Regions from separate parts of the Rattus norvegicus genome. Here region 2 is linked to region 1. Evidence: chromatin contacts called from public Hi-C data. All regions are on one chromosome and are shown on one strand. Each heading gives the region's core, a stretch centred on a gene start, on an enhancer-like site or on the middle of the called end of the contact. The rest is flanking DNA. Distances are from core to core; before and after follow the strand shown.

Region 1 (3,699 bases), core at 770-3,269:
CAAGAAACTCTAACAGTGACCCAACAGTGATGGACCCATATTTAATCCCCCATCAGTATTGGACACATTGTTAAAGATTCTTATATGTTAAACATTTCGACCTTGAAGTTCTTTTAATGTATAGAAAATCAAAAGGCAAATCTCAATATAGCAAGAATTAAATAGCGATCTACCTGAGCCAGGTGGATAGATGATGGTTCGTGTATACGCATCTCTGCCTGAAATGCATTCTGCTTCGTACAGTCACAGATTTATGCCGGTCTCATTCTTAATGTAGCTGTTTAGGACACAGTATTACCAGCCATTGGGAAATGACTAGGAAGAAACTGCTAAGTTACTGTCTGTTTATAGGGAATGGAGAATACCTTGCAATTTGTGCAATTTAATGGGTTAATTCTGAGGGTCACTAAATGCTAGCTACAATTTAACAAACTGCCCGAACTCTCCTAAGGATAAATATTTCTAACAAAACACATTTACAATCCATAGAGGACGGCTTTAAAGCACTCTGGGCATGTTCTTCCTCACAGACAGGTCTTGGGCACTGAGCCGCCACCTTTCTTAGGACCTTGAAGGAGAGGGAGGCTAGGAGGCAAACTGGGCACACCAGGCTGCTCAGACCATTTCTGGGCTCTGCTAATTTCGTATTTTGTTTGTTCTTGCTACACTGCTCAGCACTCCTAAGTACAGCTCTGTCCTTACAACGCCTACCTTTTTAGGCTCAGAAGGGCAACATCCTGACACCCTACATCACTTCTTATTATCAGGGTTGTATGGTGGAGCCATGTTAAACCATTCACTGCCTGCCTCTATTTCGGTCTGCTCTACTTGGCAGAGCCAACCCAGGCTAGTTACACAGAACACTGCTCAGTCCCACATTCTGTCGGGAGAGCGTCAGCACGCTTATTTTCCCCATATAAAGGAGAATATCCAATTCACGCCATGCACTCTGTGACTATTATGGACAATATTTATTCAGGAGGAATGCTGTGTGAGTTTGGGAAAGCTGTCGCTAAGAGGAGAGGGAGAGGTCGCTTGACCAAAAAGAAACAAAACCTATACATGGGCAAAAATGAGGGACTTGAAGTTTGCCCTTCTCCTTGGGATTGGGACATTTAAATAGCCAAAACACAACGTGGCAATTGTAAATTTAATGACTTCTTTCCCTCCCTCCTCTCTTCTGGAGCTCTTTCTAATCAGAACGCCCCCATTCACTTAGCAGATACCAGCTCCTTTTGAGAGGAACTGCTTAGAATTAATGAGGTAATGCCCCAAAACAACTGCTATTAATACATTGTTTTCGTTTCTAGAGGCTGCCTGCGTTTTCTCTGCCACCTCTTCAAAGATGGGTTACTTTCTAATGGTCTTAGAGCACCAAGAGAAAAGAGCTCTCTGTTTTATTTTTTGTTTGTTTATTTGTTTGTTTTGTTTTGAAACATTTTTTTGTCTTCATCATCTACATTCGAATACAGTGCCATCTCAGAGAAACTGTACTCCACTTTACGGAGCATTCTTCCCCATGATTCTTAACTCCTCCATAAGCCTTTGGTGCTTGAGGGTTAACGGGAAAGAACAAGCCTACAGGCTTCACTGAAGTTACAACTCTGAAATGCAAACTTGAAAAGAGCCTCACACAAGCACCGGGTTTCCTTCTGCCACTCAGAATGCCCAAGGCCACCAACTTCCAGAGAGAAAAGTAGCGTCATCCAGACACAACAAAATCTCCCTGATCTTTCATTCATACCAACTATAGAGCAAAAGTCAACATCCACCTTCCCAGAGACGCACCGCACCTCCACGTCCCGGTGTTCTCACTTACCCTGGATCAGGTACAGCATCCCCTCTTCAACCCTTTTAGTGCCCGTTCATCTAGAGCACACAGTGATTGCTAGCAAGTTCCTGGGAGAACAGATTTAGCCAAATTGCTAATTACCCCTGAGATCATAACCAACTCTGAAATTCTAGAGAGAGACAGGAGTTTAAAAACCCGGCTTCCAGTTTCTGGCGTCCACAGTGTCTATCTTTAACTTGAAAACGATTTGGTTTCACATTCCACTCAAGTCCCACTGGCAGATGCCTTTGGTAAACTCACCAATGGCAGGCTTTCAAAGGTCTCCCTCGGCCCCTCCCTCCCAGGGTGCTTCCGCCCATTTATTCTAAAGCTGGTTTACTCAGCTGTCCTTTTACCTGTCTCCTCGTGGGTGAAAGGAACTGCGTTCATTGAAGGCTATTAAAGAAACCTTTGCGAGCTGAAGATCAGCTGAGGACTCGCTGGCTTCCCCTGCCATCACCCCACCCCCACCACACGGCCAGAAACCAACTGACTTCCAAACTTGGCTGCCTGAAAAAGAATGTCCTCTGATTGGCATTCCTGGAGGCAGAGAGCCAGGCAGCCAGAGCTTGGCAAATGGCTTCCCGGAGACGGAGATACATAACACAAACAAGGAACTTTCCTGGATTTTTATTTCAGTTTAAGGAAACTCCAAAGACTATGTTCAAACATTAAAGATATTTTGGTTGAAGCTCATGCTTATGGCTTTTTTTCCCTTCTACCTGCTTGTCGTTTTACTCAGAATGACTAGGGCTACAGAGAAAGAACAAGATAGCAGAACATTATCGAACATGGAATAAACCTTGTTTGGGGACTCATTAGAAAAGGAAAAGAGCCACAAATGCCACTTCACATGGTCCTAAGGACAACAGGCCAATCGGTGGATTGCCCGAGAATAAGAATAAATGCTTATAGGAACTGTGGATGAACTGACCCTTTGGCTTTTGTTTTACACTCCAAGCTGCAAAGGGAGAACAGGGAAGAAACACTTGTTTTTCCCAGGAAGGCTTCTCTTTTCAGGGTTGTCTTAGAACACTTTAGCACATGTTGGGAAAGAAAGTGGTGTGTGTGTGTGTGTGTGTGTGTGTGTGTGTGTGTGAAAGGAAACTAAGTGTCCTATTTTGCTTTCAATTGCTATGATAAACACAACCGTCCAAACTAATCTGGTGAGGAAAAGGTTTGTTCGGCTCACGTGACCCAACCACAGTCTGTTTTTGAGAGAAGTCAATGAAGGAACTCACAGAAACCTGGAGGTAGAGCCCTGGAGGGATGCTGCTGACTGGCTAGCTCCCCACCCCTTGCTCAGCCTGCTTTCTTATTTCATCTAATACTAACTGCCCTGGGAGGGCAGTGCCTACAAGAGTTAGGTCCTTCCACATCAATCCTTAGTCAAGCCCCACAGATTTGCCTACAAGCCAATCTGACGGTGAAAATTCCTCGGTGGACATTTTGTTTTCCATGACTCTATCATGTGTCAAGTTGGTTAGCAGCAGCAGCAGCAGCAGCAGCAGCAGCAGCAGCAGCAGCAGCAACAACAACAATAACAACAACTAAACAAAAGAAAACCCAACCAAGCAAAACAACTCATCAGCCCACTGTGTGAACAGATTTGCTAGGGAACAAAACCCATTCATCAAACAGAGCCCGACAAGGACGAGTCATAGGCAAGTCTCTCTAACCCATACAGAACCTGTGCTTAGCATTCACTTGTTGGCCACTGGGTTCCAAAGATGATCTGCTACTGAAACCAGGCCTCCTTTTGTTCAGAGTAGTGTGTGTAGAACATGGGACTCGATGGACCATGCAGCCTCTTCAAAGGCCTGGTGAAGACACTGGAACGTTGGTGGCTGCGTGAGTCACGGGATGAA
Region 2 (4,176 bases), core at 35-2,534, 48 kb before region 1:
CAGGTGTGGTAAGGCCACGCAGAGAGAAGCACACACTTGCTCCCCAGCCTCTGAGCCCATCCACATACTGGGGCTTCACACTTGGCGTAGAAGGTACAACTGAGTCTTTGGATGTTGGCAGAGGTCCTTCTTTTGTTTCATGGTCTAAGTCTAATGCTTGGAAGATCAAAGCTTCTCTTCAATAATACTGTTTTTAGGAGGTCCTTTCCTCTTCTGTGCCAGGTGCCAGAAAGTGGTGTGACACAGATCTATACAGTAACAAGTCTCAAAGGTAGTAACCACGTGACTCTGGGGTCCCTCTGTGCAAGTGACTTTATTCAATCGTCACGGGATCTTTTTATTTTCCTTTACAGTGAATTTCTATATTTGCATGTTTGCGTGTATGTGGTGCTTGCAGATCACGTAGAGCTGGAACTACAAGTGGCTGCGAGCCATCCAAAGTGGGTTCTGGGAATTGTTCCCGAGTCCTCTGGCAGAGCGGGAACCACCTGCTGATCCAGTTCCTCAGCTCCAAGGGCTCTTTGTATAACACGGTGACAAGTGCCCAGTGGAGTTAAGCAAAATATGCAAATACCTGTCCAGAATGCTGAGCAACACCTTAGAATTTGTCTGCAGGCTGATGCCATGTTTGTGTCTTAGTATATCTACTTCCACATACAAACTGACGTCAGCATAACCAACGGAAGTTAAGATTCTCCTCACAGTCTATGTGTTAGATTAGAAGCAGCACAGGATTGCAGTGAGACCGCTGGGTGACTAGAGAGAGCTGGGAGAAAAAAAAACACAAACAAACAAAAAACCCACAAACAAACAAACAAACAAACAAAAAACCCACAAACAAGCAAAGATTGTAAAGATTCTAAAAAAGAACTTAAATCCGAATAAAAATTAATCTGTGATATATATGGAAGAGAAAAGGAGGGACATCCCAATAGTCGAGAATTGAAAAGGCAAGATTGTAAGTATTATTTAAAAAAATAATAATAAAAACTATTTTATAAAAATCCTTATTTCTGCAACATTTTTCTCTAGAGCACAACAGGCAATTAAAGAATATTCTCCGCTCTTTTCTAGCTAAAATAGTGCATTTAAGGTGAAAATTATTCACATAAACTATTTAAAATTGGAACAACATTTAACACATGTAAATGTCTTTGGCAGAGAGTCCCGGAAATTAGGCTCTATCTTTAGTAGAATGAAGGAAGGAACACGCCGGAAGCATTTCTTTGGCCACAGCCTCAGCATCCCTCCAGGAAACCTGCCAGGACTTTGCAGCATGTGGACCCATGAGAAGCCGCTACATTTATCTCTGAGCTCATGCTAGTCTTTTATCCAAACCAGCACACCACCTTAAAAGCTAATGCGCAGAGAGGAAACAACAGTAGCTTTGGGAAATCACAATGAAGTCTGCTTTCAGGATGGTAAAAGCAGACAGATAAATCCGTGACTGAAGGACCGGAAGTGGGGCGGAGCGGACCGGACACAGGAGGCTACCCAGAAAAACTTCAATAGCAACGTGTGAATCACAAGAACCGAGCCTGGAAGAGCAGAGCACTGGCTTCAAGAATAAATTTTAACAATGGTACAATCTGTTGATCATTTCCTAAAATTGAAGCAAAAAATAAAAACAGGCTTAAACAATACCATGTTTGCAAGATATAAAAGATGGTTCAATTATGTTCTAATAGATGTGTGTGTGTGTGTGTGTGTGTGTGTGTGTGTGTGTGTGCGCGCGCGCGCGTGCGTGCATGCTTGCATGTGTCCGCACGCGCGCACGCAAGTAGAATTCCTGAGAGGTCAGAATAAGGTGTTGGCTGCCCCGGGGCTGGAGGAAGTTGTGAGCCACCCGATAAGGGGCAGGTGACTAAGCTGGCTCCTTCTGTGACAGCTCTCTAGTCTCAAAAATGTACCAGTAAAGATAAAATTTTAATAAAAACATTTTAAAGGTAGTTTGGGGGTTATATTTGTCTACAGGACCCTTCAATGTAATTATTTACTAATTTAATTTACTATTTATTTATTTATTTATTTATTTATTTATTTATTTATTTGGTTCTTTTTTTCGGAGCTGGGGACCGAACCCAGGGCCTTGCGCTTCCTAGGTAAGCGCTCTACCACTGAGCTAAATCCCCAGCCCCTACTATTTATTTTTTAATTTGAGATTTTTGAGACAAGTTCTCATGCAGTCCAGGCTGACCTCAAAGTTACTATGTAGCTGGCGTCTTGATGCTGAACTCCTTTTTTTTTTTTTTTTTTTTTTTTTTTTTTTTTATTAACTTGAGTATTTCTTATATACATTTCGAGTGTTATTCCCTTTCCCGGTTCCCGGCAAACATCCCCCTCCCCCCTCCCCTTCTTTATGGGTGTTCCCCTCCCCATCCTCCCCGCCTTGCCGCCCTCCCCCCAACAATCTAGTTCACTGGGGGTTCAGTCTTAGCAGGACCCAGGGCTTCCCCTTCCACTGGTGCTCTTACCAGGATATTCATTGCTACCTATGAGGTCAGAGTCCAGGGTCAGTCCATGTATAGTCTTTAGGTAGTGGCTTAGTCCCTGGAAGCTCTGGTTGATGCTGAACTCCTGATCCGCAGGTCTCCTTCTTCTAAGTGCTGTAATTACCAGTGTAAACTATGGCCTGCCCCAATCCCCTTCCTCTAGCAAAGAAAAATGAAGTCAAGTTCACTCTCAGACGCTCTGTTTCCCTGCAACACTCTGCCTGCTGTTCCCTCTGCCTGGAAACATGCCCATCATGCATCTCTTTTGGTTGCTAACTCCTATCTTCAGACACTGTTAAAATCTGTTAACATCTTTCAGAATATACAAGCTATAGTGCAGATTAGAGAAAATTATTCTTTTTAATATAGCAATGTCTACATTATGTAAAAAAATATCTAAGGAGGAAACAAGCTTGAGAGATTTGGGCATGGACAGTGTTCTCTCTAAGTGTCAAAGTGACAAAAATTAACGTGTCTGGTTGACAACTCCAGCAATGTGCACTAAGAACTCTTAAAGGTGACACATTTGAAAACATAGTTAAATATGTACTATACATTAACATATGCCGTATGTACAGGGGCCCGAGAAGGAATGTGATGAGCTGTTTAGAACGCTACATCTTTTTATATTTACTGCAATAAAGGGCTCATTGTGCAGCGGTCTGAGCACTCTGGCAAGCCCCGGGAACACTGAAAACAGTAATGCCTGATACATTTTATATCCATATTAGGCCGAAGACAAAAGGCTGGATGAAAATCATGATGTCCTCTTCTGACTCTGAAGCGAGGCACTGGATTGTGTATTTCTGAAAATCGTGATGTCCCCTTCTGGTTCTGAAGTGAGGCGCTGGATTGTGTATTTCTGGACTATTTCCGATGGTTGCAAGTTCATATCTACAACAACTAAACAAATCCCAGCTCGAAAATAAATTCAGAGATGCTTAAGTGGCTACAACAATCTTTGGTAGGCATTTGGTTCCCTGTAGGAATTTGGAGATTTTGCAAAATCCATCAGCCCAGACAGCCTTTTGAGCTGATGATCACATTTCAGCCAGTCTTTTAGAAAATCATTTTAGGGTTTTATTTTAATTGTGTGTGTGTGTGTGTGTGTGTGTGTGTGTGTGTGTGTGTATGTATACACATATTGTGTATGTATGTGTTCAGATGTGTGTGTGTGTTCAGATGTGTGTGTGTTCAGATGTGTGTGTTTATGTGTGTGTGTGTTCAGATGTGTGTGTGTTCAGATGTGTGTGTTTATGTGTGTGTGTGTGTTCAGATGTGTGTGTTTATGTGTGTGTGTGTGTTCATATGTGTGTGTTTATGTGTGTGTGTGTTCAGATGTGTGTGTGTGTGTGTGTGTGTATGTGTGTGTGCATCGTATGTGCATATGCATGCATATGTATGTGGGGCCAGAGGTGTCCCTGAAGTTACAGAGCTGCCACAGTGGGTAATGGGACCCAATCGTGGGTTCTCTGCAAGAGCAATAAGAGCTCTTAATGCTTACTGAGCCATATCGCCAGCATCTAGAAAAGTATTTTACTACTTGTTGTGCACCTTTATTCTCTCTATACTTCAGATAATAAAGTTATGCATTGTTATAAATAATTGGCATATACAAAAAGATCCTTTTAATAATGACAATTCCTCCATGCTCCCCTGGGGTTTGTGGGCATTTTGGCTCTCC

The links. Hi-C and Micro-C count contacts between places; a contact is called where the count stands out from the background.
Region 2: a contact with region 1 is called in a Hi-C map of psoas muscle, with 2.2 times the contacts expected there. The contact joins the enhancer-like site here to the promoter of Dtna in region 1. A contact is called at or near these places in 2 of 12 Hi-C or Micro-C datasets (hepatocytes and psoas muscle).

Annotation. Positions count from the first base shown.
Region 1 is chr18:14,960,355-14,964,053 of GRCr8, reverse strand. Dtna (dystrobrevin, alpha) reads right to left here and starts at 2,019. Exons shown (of 21, transcript NM_001427105.1): 1 at 1,820-2,019.
Region 2 is chr18:15,007,034-15,011,209 of GRCr8, reverse strand. The region is part of intron 1 of Dtna (dystrobrevin, alpha); the gene reads right to left. Among named protein-coding and RNA genes, the nearest start is that of Dtna, 47 kb to the right of the region's middle. Within about 2 kb of position 1,284, at least 13 of the 93 cell types and tissues checked have an H3K27ac peak or open chromatin away from gene starts, as enhancers often do.